Linked DNA regions of Mus musculus: all the other regions are linked to region 2. A link is a contact called in public Hi-C data. All regions are on one chromosome and are shown on one strand. The core of a region is the stretch at or near the end of the contact, and the rest is flanking DNA. Distances in the headings are between cores, read along the strand shown. Region 1 overlaps Unc5c (unc-5 netrin receptor C). Region 2 holds the start of Unc5c (unc-5 netrin receptor C). Region 3 overlaps Unc5c (unc-5 netrin receptor C).

Region 1 (4,837 bases), core at 1,491-3,990, 73 kb before region 2:
TATCATGCATCTTTAAGGTGACCACATGAGGATGGGAGAATAGTGTTGTGAATGAGCAGCTCATTGTATCCTCTGTGGCATCTTTTCTCTGCAGCAGCAGTCTGTTCCCCCTTGCAGAGCCCCTTGGTACGAATACGCATCCATCTTTCAATCATCCGTGTGGGTTAACGACACTGAGTAATAGCACATTAGTGCAGTGCCATTCCAGACCCCAGCCAGGCATGCCAAGCAGATCATCCGACAATCGTTTCAGATTCATTTTCCACAAGCAGAAACACTGTTCAGGCTTATTAACCGTCAAATCTATATAAGGCAGTGCACAGAGACAGAGGCCTCCATTAAAAGTAGCTTCCATCTCATTAATGCAATTTACAAGGGTATTTGGCCCATTCTATTGTTGTAAAATCTTTTTTTTTAAAGAAAGTTTCTATTCAACACTGCCATTGTTTGTTTGAAGCAAATTTTTATCTTGTCTCTTGTGTTTCTCAAAATAAATATTACTATAAATTGGTTAATGGTAATTTTTTTTAAACTGCTACTATGATCTCTCATGTTTTGCTGACAAAGATGCAGAGCCTTTAGATTCAACCCCTAAAGTGTCTGACAAACCCATTGATAATTCTTAGGCCATCTCCTTTTATATTTTCATTTTTTATATTGTTGTTCTTCTCACAATTGGCTTCAGTGTTTAACTTGACACTTGGGATCTGAGTCTATTGTACTGAGAACATCTGCTGGTTTTTAATGTTGATGTTTTACTTAAATTATCTAGTGAATAGCAATCTAAGGTAGCCAGGGATCCTGTTTATATTTTGGATTTATGAATGGAAAGCTGTGTTTCCCATTGTGATATATTGCTATAGCCCATTTTTGTCTTGAAAGCCTATTGCTTGTTTGTATTTTGAGAGTAAACCTTTTATTCTTTTCTCCTTTTGGAGAAAATCTTCCTACATTTATCTTCAGGTTTTCTATAAACACAAATTTTACTTAAAAGTTCACAAAGACTTAATTTACTTTTATGTTCTCCTCTTAAAGGTGTAACTCGTGCTAAATTAAGATGAGCTGTTCATCAGGGCTCATTTTCAGGAACACCGTTAGATGAAGTACTCCAACCAGAATGGTCACAGACAGACAGAGAGACTCTCAAGGACTGTGACCTCAGCTGAATTTACCCAGGGAACAATGCACTCTTCACTTTTAGTGACATTTACTAAGTTTAATTACTGGGATTGAAGTCTTTTATACCGGGCAGACAGTAGCTGTAAATGACTTAATTATGAGAAGGACCAGTAGAGTCTCATAATGACATAATTTTAGACAGGATGTTAAGTGTTTGTTAGGGTAATAGTTCCCATGTGAGGATCTGTTTCATTTCAAGGTACCACTTCCTGAGAGACAGCACCAGGGGTTCTCGGGAAATGCATCTTTCTTCAAACCTCAGTTTTCTCTGGGAGAATTCACAGACCCACATTCTTTGCTTACGTCATCTAAGTCTCCGACAATGGAGTCTTTCTTCAGTGGTTCAGTACATAAGAGTTTCCCTTCATTCAGGTAACATGGATGCTGTTATTTACTTATCTTTTTGCTACTTTTTTATATTCATAACACGATGCTTGCCTTTCTCATCCGATATTTGTCTTCTGTGATTGCACTATTATCACACAGTCGGGATGACTTAAACTGAGCTTATATAGAGATAGATACAAATGGCCGTGGAATTATAGTTGCTTCTACTTCTGTAGCGTCAACCATCATGGATTAAAAATAGAAAAGTTTTCATGTGTATTGAACATGGAAATATGGGATCCCTTGTTATTTCACAAACAATACAATATAGTAAAAAATTCTGTAGAATTTGCATTCTGTTAGAAGTATTAGTAATCTAGAGTTTATTTAATGTGCACAGGAGTAAGTATGTAGGCTGTCTACCAATACTAAGCCATTTTGTATAAGGAGCATCTGCAGGTTTCTATATCCCTGGTAAATCAAAGAATCAACCACACACACACACACACACACACACACACACACACACACACACACATACACACACATACACACACACACACACACACACACACACACACACACACACTCTCACACACACACCCATACACACATACTCACACACACAAAAACACACTCACACATAAAGATCACCAACCATGTACATGACATGCGCACATCACTTTTATACATTGATATATACAATACATTTAAAAGGCAAAGAAAAACAGATAAAAAGAAATTCCTTAGGAGTAGATAATGTAGAAACAGAGGTATAATTATACATACAATATAAAAATAAACAAATGGTTGAATAAAAGAATTTAGACAGACACCTGCATCATGATGCAGGACACAGTCAATCTCACAAACACTACACATCTGCCTACCTACAAGTCTCCTTTCCAGGATCCTCCATTACTCTTACCATATCGGTTCTTCTCACATACAACACTATACATTGCTTTTCCTATTTTGGACATGTTTGCCTTGGAATTAAAAGTATATGAATAAATCAATATTACACGATACACTCATGCTTATTCTCTTCCTCTGTGTGTTTTATTTCATGCCTGAGAGCCACTAAGGATTTTACCCCAGTGTCTTATCTCCACCAGACTCTGCTGTACACTCTGACAAATGCCATCCACTTGAGGGAGCACAGGATTCCGCCTCCCACCCAGTTCACTTCTAGACTATTTAAAATGTCCATGATTTCTCAAAGAGGAAGTGACTTAACTTTACATGATCAAAGTGTCTGTTTACCCTTTCCTCTTGCCTTATGGATGATATGAAAGTCTGGGAAACCCACCAATACTCATGTCACCAAAGGGAAGTTGTGGGACCTAGGCAAGCCATTTCATGATTCACTTGTGCCTCAATTACCCAATTTTCAAGAGGAGGTAGTATTGCACTCAGTGTAATGATGTGTGCTGAGAATGTACATGCAATAAAACACATTTTTTTACTGTTGGTGAAAAATAAATTTGTTATCCTTTTAAACTCACAAAAGGGCTTTCAAAAGATCATTTTCTCAAACTAAAGTAAACAGCTATCCACATGGAATGCCTTAAACTCTTAAGGTTCTTAACAGCAGCCTTTTCTATCTTTAGAAAAATAATTGTTTAGAAAAATTTATTTCTTGCTTAATCCTCACTAAACCAAATATTACCAATTTGGCCATTAACCATAAATAGGGAGCAAGGTCTGTAATTATAACCAGAAGGTCCCCATTAAAGCCCTCTGAGAAGGAAAAAAATGTCTTTAAATGTTCCTGTAATTATACCAGACACATGTTAGCTCTTACTTGGGTTGCTGTCTGCTATTAAGGAGCAGCTCTCATTATCACTCAGATAAGGATTTTTTTTAAATCCTAAACCAAAGATTCATAAATTATCAAGGCCCATTGTCTTAATTTTGGCTCAATTCCGTCATGTGCTCATGATCCATTTCTGGGTCCTGCAGGTAAGACCATCACTAGTGTCAGGTGTTGTCCTGGTCTCTTCTGTATTTGGTTTATGTTTTAATTCCCATGAAACATAACCATCTGATACCTAATCTTTGTGACAACTTAAAAAAGCTGGCAACCCAGAGGGATTTTATGGTCCCACAAGCAATGGAGCAGGCTGAGTAGGCCAGCAAGCTATCTTCTGTCCCCAGGAGGTGATGGGATAACATTGTTATCATGTAATCGTATAAGTGATATGCTATTTTGGAACAGGAGCATCTGGCTGCTCCACAGAACATTTCCTTTTCTCTATTGTCCCTTTTAAATGTATAAGTCATATTTTGCTATAGCTTTCTAAAGTATCCCATTTTTTTATATGCTAAGAACCCTTCACCATGTACTAAGTAAAAGAAAAAAAAAAGAAAGAAAGAAAGAAAAGAAAAGAAAAGAAAAGAAAGCGTAAAGTCTGACATAAAATAAAAATCCCACAGGCAGAAACTAGTTTGTGTGAAACTGAAAACGCATGGGCTTGAGGGCTGGGCCAGGATTCCAAATCCATGAACCCTGCTAGCCCTGGGAACGTGGGCAAGTTTCTCACATTCTCCAAGAGTCTCTACACGCATGGACTGAGTGGTGAGACTTGACCTGTCGTTTGTCATGACAGTGCAGTGACAGCTTAATGATCCTCTACTTTCCATGGGCCAACTTGTACATGAAGATAGAGATTAAGCAAGCATGAAAGAATATTATCATGTAGAAGTGAATCAGGACCTCATGTGTGTGTGTGTGTGTGTGTGTGTGTGTGTGTGTGTGTGTGTGTATCTATAAAGGGGAGCAGGGCATTTCTTTTTTTCAGTTTGAAACCCAGTCACATCATGCACTCTTCTAATATTTGTTCCTCATAAAAGGTACTAGATCTTCTTTGCATAAAAAGACAACAACAACACATCAATATCACCTTGGAAAAAGATGCGAAATGACTTCTACCAATTACAAACTCTAGCTGTTTAATATTAACAATTATAGGACACTGTCATAAGAATTTTCCCATATATTTTCTTTTGCTCAAAACATCCATTGTGCATTTTAATCTCATACATAGGGCACAGACCAGAAATCTGTATCTCCTCATGTGAAGAAATCACCCAGTTCATTTATTTGGATATGTCTGGAGTCTGTGTATGACACCCCATGATACATATGCATGCCTACAAAACATGCATATGTATGACTAATACAAGAGAAAAAACACTGATTACAACTCTACAAAGGTATATAGATCCAGTATCTAGAATGATCAATATGAAATAGAGAAAAGAAATAAAACTTAGAGGAGGGAGGGAGGTTTGAGAAACTAAAGTTCATGAAATCAGTTTAAGCAAT
Region 2 (4,618 bases), core at 1,419-3,918:
GTCTTGCATTCTAGTTGCATATGTACTTCCATTCATGAAAAGTACTGTCCACTGGAGTCATTAATGCAGCAGAACAAGCAAATGGTACCTTTGGGGTATGTGTGGAAGCTCGAGTGTAAATTGGACAGAAAGGAGATACTGAAGGGAATGGGAGCCTGCCCACCAGACTGTCCTACAGTGACTGGCTGAGAATAGAGTGTTAACAGCAGGTCAGTAGTAAACAGGCCTGGCTAATGAGTAGCAGCCACAGGGACAGTAGCTGATAGCAGATTTCTGTGCTCTACACTCCCTTTGATGTCTCACAGATAACACAGGAAGAGCTGGTGCTCTGGAACATGGAGGATAACAAAGATAAAAGTGAGAGTCCTGCATCTCAGACCATGTGATTTGAAGGGGGGGGGAGTTATTCTCCCTGATCGAGAGCAAATGGAGAAAATCCACACCAGAATGGCGTACACCCCCTAAACCTTCTTTTCTTCCCCTGCTGAAGATCAGAATTAATCCTCAACCTTTGCCTTGTCTGGTGTAGACCAAGAGAAAGTGCAGGAGGCAGAACGTATCCCCAGCTCCTTCCCGCTTAGTCTCTGCTCCCTTCTTTCAATATTAATCCACTTACAGTCCCCTGTTTGATTATCTTCATCGATCCTTCTCCTACCCAGTCTTTTTAATTTGGCTGTTGTAAGCTCTCCACAGGGATCCTGCCTCCTTTTTGCATCTTTGGGGACTTTTAACTTTTCCTTTTCCCAAACCCTTCCCCTCACCCCCCAGTGGCTTAGTCCTTTGTGCACAGAAAAATGACACCGAATTCCAGCAGGACTCATACAGCTGATTCCAGAACCCTTAGGCTTCCTAAGATCGTTGTCCACGTTGGCTTCCTAAGATCCTCCTGGAAGCATTTCTGGCTAGAGTCCTGAAAACTTCTCACCACTTTCAAGAACTCTAGGCTTTCTAGCACGGATTCCCTTGAACATGGTCAGAGGTGCTCTGGATGTGTGCATAAGCAAACCAGAGCTGACCCACAAGGGTAGGAAGCGTCTGTCCAGAAAGGAAGGCAGGATTTATGAGCATGGCCACTTAGCAGTGTAGCAGGAGCAATTTACTCCCTAAGTAGCTATCTCAGATTCACACTGCCTTGCTCATCGCATACCTCCTCATGAGGACCAGGCTTGCCTGGCCTCTGGGCTTTCTTTCAGCACCCACCTCCCTGCATCAGTGCCTGTAGATTTTAGGAAATGCAGGCTGCAGTTGGAATAAACCAGTCTGTGAGCATCATGGAAGGAGGGTTGCTGCTCCTCCCCCCAAACTCTCCAAATTCACAAAGAAGTGTGTGTGTGTGTGTGTGTGTGTGTGTGTGTGTGTAGAAAAGGGAAGGTCTCTGAGCTGGTTCTGAATTGTTGCCTCTCTCTCCAGGCAAAGCTGTGTTGCCTTCTGGCTATAGACAATAAATAAATAAATAAATAAATAAATAAATAAATAAATAAATCTTTAAAATGGCAAAGAAGGATCTGGGTGGGAACTGGTTTGAATAAGTCTGGGAGCTGCACCTCCCTCTAAAACTCAATGAACAAGAAAGAAGCCTCCAAGATGAACCTCAGTCTAGGTGTCTTCCCTCTACCCGTACAAGACATTCCCAACTCTGGACCACTGTCCTCCTACTCCGGCTTTGCTCAGAGTGCCACACACTTCGAGGCTTACACGCATTAAAATGTCAGTTATAAACTGGTTAGCAGCGTCCTTTCCCCCAGAGAGTTGCAGATTTGGTTCGAACAGCTAGAGTCACCCACTAGAGCTGTGGTTTTGAAGTTTTTCAAGGATCGCCTGTCCGGAGCGGGACACGAAGAGGTTGTGAGTGGAGAAGCAGGCACACCCGGAGCCTGTCCTTTCTGGGCGAATTGAGCATCTCCATAGCGCCCCATCAGCAGTCTAGGGGCACCAGCGCCTATGGGTCCTTGGCGGTAATGGACATATTTCCTTAGCGGAGGTGGAAGAAAACCCTGCAAGCGCAGCCATCGCGCACAGCGAGAAGCCTCGGCACACTACACATATTGGGGCACATACCACAACGCCACTATCAGTGCCTCTGGAAACCCCCGGCTACACAATATTCAAAACCGTGCGTCTGTGGGTCTGAAAGTGCAAAAGACACTCCAGGATCCCACAGGCACCGAGACAGCAGCTACACTTAACACACCCCGGGTCCATCCTTACCCAGATCCAGAGCTAAGACTGAAAATCTGGTTTCTTAACTAGTTGGGAAAGTGGGATTTAAAGTGGTTTCCATTGGGGGCAACTAGGCAGGTGAGGAATCAAGGAGCGCCGGGGACAAATAGAGGTAGAAGAGAGGGAAGACAGAAGCAAAGGGAGGTGACTGCCGCGCCCTGAAGACCCTCTTACCTTGAGCGGCGGAGCCGGTGCCACTGGCGCTTAGCAGGGCCAGGGCAGGTAACACAAGCATCTGCAGCAAGTATCCTAGTCCCAGTCCGCAGCGGGCCGCTGTCGCCCTCAGACCTTTCCTCATCGTCGGCAGAGGTGTACGGGGAAGGGAAACGCCACCAGGAGACGCGCAAACAGCCGAAAGCCCAGCCAGGCAGGAGGCTGGATCCGGCCACCGCCAGGCAGTCCTGAGAAATAACAGCAGCCTGAGCGCCACACTCCACTTTCTCCAAGGGCAGGGGCCAAAGGGGGTGGAGAGGAGCCTCCGAGGAGGAGTTTGAAGGTCCCTCGTCCACTGCGCCTAGCCACTGACGTCTCCCGGCTGCTAATGCTCTGCCCCCACTCGGGAAGTGCTGGGAGGTGTAGCGCGGCCACCACCACAGCTCCCGCAGCTCCGCCGCCAGCCGAGCGGGCGCTGCTCTCGGGTCCCCGCGCCCGCTCGGATCGCACAGGCGCCGGGGATGGGGAGGTGGCAAGAGCGGGAGGAGTGGCGAGCCAGCGAGGCGCTCCCCGCTCTGATCCTTGCGCTTCTGTGCCGGAGAGACTCCCGGGCTGCCGCCCGCCCGCCGACGGTCCAGCGACTGTCGCCTCCAGGAGTGGGGCGAGCGGGGGTCCTGGGTGGCGCTCGCAGAGGAGGCGTGGAGGGCGCGGCCCCACTCCGCGCGGGGGGAAGCGGCGGCGGGAGCGCGCTCGCCCGCCTTATGTAAGCGAGGATGGAGCGAAATCCACGCCTCGCGCGGAAGGTGGAGTCCACTGGGTTCACTTGCTCACTTGCTCACTCGCTCCGGCGCTGACAAGGGACACCTGGGGGCAGAGGCAACTGCGGCCAGGGGCAGCACAGTCTCCCCGCCTGGCGCCAGACTCCTGCTCCGCAAGCGCTGCGGGCACGCCTCAGGCCACTTGGCGGTGTCCAGCGGAGCTCAGCCCACCGCCTGGCAGTGTCCCTGAGCCGGCCAAGCCTAAGCCAGATGCCCCAGGACTGCTCTCGCTCTAGGATTTAGGGAGTTGCGCTTGATTGAGCCGGAGGCGGGCTGGAACTTGTTCGCATAGATGGGAAAGAAGGCAAGAAGCATTTGTAGTGGCTCAGCCCACTATCTTTGGGTTGTCAGCGCCAGTCAGGCTGTTTTATGCTCTGCGAGCCGGTGACCTATTTGTGGTGGAACAAAAACTGGAAATCAATGGAAACTCCCTCGGTACTGATTTTTTTTTTTTTTTTTTTTTGCTTGTTCATCTTGGTGGCTGCTGAGATTGAACATTTAAAGAGTGCCGCGGCAAAACCAAGAGAACCCCCCCCCCCCCAAAAAAAAAAAAAAAAGAACAAAATTTGCAGATGCTCAACTTGATGTTGGAACCTATAACTTAGTCTCCAAATTCTTAAGAGCGAGGAGAGAGGACTAAATCTGCTTCAGTACAGAAAGACATTTTGGGGAGTAGTTAGGTTGTGAATTCGTGATAAAAGGATGAAGGAGGAGTGTGAGGAGGAGTGGGTAAAACAAGCCCAGCCTAGACAAAAGGAAGGCGAATGTCTGAACACACCAGCTAAGCTCCACAAGATAGTGTGAAAAATCCCCGATGTTTGTGCATTTAAAATGAATAATTTTATCACGTAAAGGTTCAGTTTCAAGTGCAAAAGGAGCCATATGTAAATACACAGAAGAGTTTAGAAAGTGTGGGGCGGGTGGAGAAAATGGCTGATTTCAAGTCTAATTTGAGCTGTGGTCAGAACTGTCCGGGTGAGCAGGTCAGGTAACTTTTGCATGTCATGATTCTTTTTTTTTTTTTTTACCTCTCTTCGAAATATTCTAATTCTAATGCCTTGTGATTCTGCCTGCCAAGCACCATTGAAACCTCTACCCGTTATGTATGCCTTGGATGGATTTCATAGACTTGGGAAGGTCACTCTTGGGAGAGACATTGACAGAATTAGCTTCTTTTTATTTCCATGGAGACTTTGCCTGCCACTTTAAAATCGCTTAATTTTCTTCAACCTCCCCACATGGGCACATCAGGAAATGTGGGTAGTCAGGTGCTGATGCCAGATGGGCGGATCAATCCACAGTGATTTACTAGCTGGATGGCATGGCTCAAAAGGCCAGGTGTCTCCACTTCCTGATCTGTAAAGTGGGTTTATTAGAAGCAATGAGATATAAGGTTTCCTGAGGTTAGAAAGTATTAACTATAGGTA
Region 3 (4,913 bases), core at 1,113-3,612, 100 kb before region 2:
CAGGAGTCTGAGTTCTGAGCCAATGTTTCAGCATAGGTATCTATGGGCGGTTGAATATTACAGTAAACTCCTGAGCCTATCAAATGCTAGGAAGATAGATCTGTACATTATCCAGGAGAGAGGCAAGAAAGGCAACACAGGGAGTGAAATAGATGCTGAACTCCCTTCATCATAGAGAACATTTTGTGAACATTTTTATTCTACATTCTGGACATAGGATCCTGTGTCCCGTGAACTTTCAGGGTTTTCCCCTATTTTCACAGTGTAACATGAGTAGAGAGAGATATATATAATTTATAGTCTTGAGGGTCCCTAATCTTTAATAATATATTCCCTTCCCCTTCTATTAGTCGTAACTGGAAAAACTTTGGTGAGATGAAATAATACCTGTCACATGTAGAATCTAATTAGTAATATATGCAAATATAGTCACTTGTACATTAAACAATATGTATCAAAGTTTCCCTCAACTGTGTTACTTTGAAATTCCATGAATTCTCTCTCTCTCTCTCTCTCTCTCTCTCTCTCTCTCTTGTAAATAATATGATCTCAGTAGGTTCTTCCAGGATCATGTTAGAAACCTGGGCTTGTGATTACCTTAATTCAGTGATATGATGATAACAAATTCTTATGCCCCTCTAACTGCTTCCATTCTAGTTCAGGAACAATGTAAAGATGGTACTTGGAAATACAGAGAATTAGTAAATTGGATTGGGATTTTAGAGAGCTTGCTTAGGAAAAATATTAGATAATAGATGATTAGAATAATGAAGCCGGATGAAATCTACTCAGTTATCTTAAGGAGCAAGAATAGCTAATGTGGGTAATTTTGGGTGATGTTCAGCTTGTCTAACACCACTAAGGGAAGACAGTCAGCACAGTCTGGGTGAGTATGGCAAGGGGCTAGGCTACCAGGTGGGCTTTTCAGAAGGACCAAGGAAGGTCCCGGAGATCTTGGCTTTTATTCTTTTCCAAGTACAATTAGATTTCATTGAAGTCCAAAAACTATCAATTTTAACTACTCAGTATAACTTTGCATTCTCAACATGATACTTCTTCTGTATTGTAATTTTTAAAAGGTTCCATTGGTCCCTGCTATTCTCAACACAGTTCAATACTATGAGATTAAAACATTCTTTTGCACCCTATTAGCAGCAATACCCTTTAGAGTCTGGAAACTTTGGAAATCTAATTAGCAATGTCTCTATACTTAGAACTTGCTGACGTTTTATATTTAATAATATGCCCCTTTTGTTATCTCATTGTCTCTGTCTTTTCTTTCGATTTTTTTTATCTTCCTTAAAGATGTAAAACAAAAATTTATGTTACTAGGTTGACTTTTACACACAGCGAGAGGCATTAAAAAGCTTCTTCTTAAGTTTTGTGCTGTCTCTTTCTACTATTATTTATTTTGTTGATGTTCTGGGAAGATCGTTAATTTTTAAATCTAAGTATTGGTAAGATTTGTCCTGTACATTCTCGTTTGATTAATGATATTGTTTCACTTAAATAAAGATAAAATCAGGCTACGTTTATACAAATACTGATTAAGCAATTAACTTTTTCTTTACATAAATATTCATTTCAATCCATTGTCTCCCAGATCCTATCAGGATACTGAAAGAATGAAATTCTCAGTCTTGGGACATGGAGATGACCAACAGGACAATCTTTTTCATGCATACTGTGGTGTAGTGATTTTCCTTTGAAAACAGAAGACTTTCTCTCTGTCTGAAAATGGGAATGGACAGAGAGGAAATGGAATTGGAGTCACCCTTAATCTAATCTAACAGTAGATTAGACAGTGAATAGAGCATTGGCAGATGGCAATCTGCTTCTCATAAACTTCTTCTTCCTTTACTCACTGTGGGATCTCAGGAGCTCAGGGTGGGCTCTTAGTAGCTTGTGGCGGAGCCCTAGTATCTCCTCTATGAAGTGAGGACACTTTCTTGCCTGGCAAATAGGCTACTCAAACACATTGCCTTTAAAGTCCTTTACAAAGCTGAATGATTAGCCGAGGGGGCATTCAATACAGCTTGGTTATAAGAATAATAGTTCTCAGAACTACAGCCATGAATCAATAATTATTTCTTCCACCAACTCATGGCATCAAAGTTCCTGTTTGAGCTCTGATATTCATGCATCTGACTTGGGGGTCATTACCATTCTGCAAAAATCTAATGGTCTGCTTCCATTAAAAAATTAAGCAAGTATCATACTGAAATGTTTTTCAATTATATTCAAGAATGTAAAGAGAAGCATATAAATAGCCATTCTGACTAGAATTCTTTTCTAATGGAGCCTTCCTAGCAAGATTTAATTGTGTTGGAGGGAGCTAAACTGACAGATGTGGAGGCAGAGCCCTGTGTGCGTCAGTCCGGAAGGAGAGGTGAATCCAATTAAAAGGATGACATAGCTGTCACCTCACCCAACTTATTCCCGTTATTAGTTGCACTTTGCTTTTTAAAGTTTTGCTAAGGAGGTGGTATAGAAGTATTTTATCTATCCAATGTATAGAACATTTCTGGGAATGCCTTGTAATTTAAAATACTGTCACATCTTTTTTTTTTTTTTTTTCACTTGCAACTATATATTTCCATTCTTAGGCCTTTCTCCTTAGTTTAACTTGTTCCTTCTTCTATCTTAGATACATCAGCTAGGAGGATAGACCCTTTCCTTCTTTTAGGTAAATAAGTGGGGATATGGGGAGGGAGTGGAGTTGAGTAACCCTGAGGTTTGTTCTCTTTGAGGTGGATCTCAGCTTAAGTCTTTTCTTTCCACCCTGTGATAACATGTGATAGTAGCTGTAGTGTAGGCTTGTATTTTTTTTAACAGTACCCTGTGATAGACGCATCAACAACAAATGTGCACTTTTAGTAAGTTAAGGGTGCTTTTAGTAAGTAAGGCTGCTTCTCACCATTGACTCAGGCAGTCAATCTGTAAATATTTATTGGTTTAGCAGTAATATGTCTAGTGTGAAGGGAAGTTCTTCAGAGAAGAAGCACTTTCCTGACAATTGTGTTGTCAGTATGTACTTAAAATGACTGCAGTGACCACACACACACACACACACACACACACACACACACACACAACTTACAAAGGAGATTACTCATACAGTGAAAACTCACAATATCAGTTTTGAAAAGATGGAAAAAGTGAATTGGGGGAGAACAGGTTGTCACTGTCACTACTGGAGTGAAAGCTAGACTGAGGCTGAGGTCATTACAAAACAAACACAATCAGACTCTTCTTACTGCAAACACCAAGAACCTGCAAAGAAAGTTTTCTTTTAATTTGAAAGTAATGTTTTAAAAATTAAGTAGATATAAAGTATTTAGACTAAAATTTCATATATTCTTAATAATTTTTAAAATTGATTTTTGTAGGTGGGTGGCACTATGAGATGGGTGTACCCAGCAGAGTGTTCCTGTGGACTTCAAAGGACAACTTGGAAGAGTTGATCTTGCTTGGTACCACATGGGTTCCAGGGAATAAATTCAGGTCATTAGACTTGCTAACAAGTGCTGCTGCCAATTTAGCCATGATGCATATTATTATGGTACCAATAAATACCAGAGAAAGAACACAGAAAGTACAAGAGTGAAAGCAGAGAGCAAGTTATGAGAAACTCAGCAAACAGCTCTAGGAAACAGAAAGCCCAAATCCATTTAGAGACAATTAGAACTGCATGGGATGAACTCATTCTGAAGGATAGGTCAATCAGCATCATATACAAATTCTTACACAGATAAATCACTCTGTACTAAAAAGCAGACATGCACAATGATGACTTTCTGGAAAAACTGTATATGATATTAAATATTTTATCAGAGTAATATTAAATTTTCTGTTGAAATAGGTTTAAAATATAGTAATCTAGAGTTATTCTTTCAAGAAATCAATGAGACATCATCAGTTTTTTTTCTTTAAATAGAATTACCTCATGAATTAATTTAAATAGAATTACTCCATGATACAGTTTAAAGCAACTATTATAAGCCTGGAAATTCTAATCCTCTTTAAACAGAAGTAAATGCTATGTTTACATAAAAGATTGTGCATAGTGATTTTATTTATTTATTTATTTTTTTGTAATTACCAAATGTGTTGCAACTGATGATCTGATAAACCATACACAGACTATCCATGCAAAGGCAATGCAGGCATGAAAATTTGCTAACTTGCTGTTACAGGCAGCCTACAATCCAACCTCAGGAGTTTTAAGGATAAGAAATCAGACAGTTGCATCTGCAGGACTATTTTCATATCATATCACAGGAATTACAACTGCTACAGATGAGAAGCAGGTAAGTCCAGCCACAGGTGGGATCCAGGGGTACTAGAGAGCAGGGCAGAAGGGTGAGCCAACTGTGCCCACAAAGGCAAGCTCTAGAGGCTACTGAAAGCTCAGTGAGGAGTATGACCAAGTAGAGCATTAGAGTGAGAATCAGCACTCATCAGTCACAGGTTCAGGGACTCACTAGGATGGCTGCTTTACAGCCTCATTTTTAACCTCTATATCTGTGCTACTTTAATAGCAGAACGTGGATCAACACTCACAGAATTGAATAAAAGGCATAAAAATAGAGTATATAACTTCTTTTTTTCTGAGGCTGTTTCTCTATGTAACTCTGCTTGTACTGGAACTCATTCTGTAGACCAGGCTGGACTCTTACTCAGAGATCTGCCTGCCTCTACTGCCCAAGTACTGGGTTTAAAGGTATATGCTACCACCACAACCTGGCTGTCTGTGTAAATTGTAACTTCTATTTCAATAAATAGCTCATTTTAAAAAAATCCCCAGGTGGTGGAGCTTGTCTGTCCTTGGTGGTGTGTAACACCTAACCACAGCCATGGCTTGGTCATCCCTGTACCTACTGCTTCTGGCTGCTTTTGTGTCCCTTCCCAGG

What was found. Hi-C and Micro-C count contacts between places; a contact is called where the count stands out from the background.
Region 1: a Hi-C map of the N1E-115 cell line shows a contact between it and region 2, with 5 times the contacts expected there. The contact joins the enhancer-like site here to the promoter of Unc5c in region 2. A contact is called at or near these places in 1 of 39 promoter capture datasets (the 3T3-L1 cell line), 7 of 484 Hi-C or Micro-C datasets (the N1E-115 cell line, cerebellum, cortical glia and 3 more), 1 of 115 datasets of contacts at active chromatin or transcription factors (embryonic stem cells) and 2 of 9 other capture datasets (liver and pancreatic islet).
Region 3: a contact with region 2 is called in a Hi-C map of the N1E-115 cell line, with 5 times the contacts expected there. The contact joins the enhancer-like site here to the promoter of Unc5c in region 2. A contact is called at or near these places in 3 of 484 Hi-C or Micro-C datasets (the N1E-115 cell line, granulocyte-monocyte progenitors and tail fibroblasts), 2 of 115 datasets of contacts at active chromatin or transcription factors (craniofacial prominence and neural progenitor cells) and 1 of 9 other capture datasets (pancreatic islet).

Annotation. Positions count from the first base shown.
Region 1 is chr3:141,536,299-141,541,135 of GRCm38.p6, reverse strand. The region is part of intron 1 of Unc5c (unc-5 netrin receptor C); the gene reads right to left. Among named protein-coding and RNA genes, the nearest start is that of Unc5c, 73 kb to the right of the region's middle. Within about 2 kb of position 2,740, at least 6 of the 459 cell types and tissues checked have an H3K27ac peak or open chromatin away from gene starts, as enhancers often do. A contact at or near this core is called in the N1E-115 cell line, where this site is marked.
Region 2 is chr3:141,463,614-141,468,231 of GRCm38.p6, reverse strand. It overlaps Unc5c (unc-5 netrin receptor C), which reads right to left and starts at 2,668. Exons shown (of 16, transcript NM_009472.4): 1 at 2,395-2,668. The coding sequence starts at 2,518.
Region 3 is chr3:141,563,135-141,568,047 of GRCm38.p6, reverse strand. All of the region lies in intron 1 of Unc5c (unc-5 netrin receptor C), which reads right to left. Among named protein-coding and RNA genes, the nearest start is that of Unc5c, 100 kb to the right of the region's middle. Within about 2 kb of position 2,362, at least 3 of the 459 cell types and tissues checked have an H3K27ac peak or open chromatin away from gene starts, as enhancers often do. A contact at or near this core is called in the N1E-115 cell line, where this site is marked.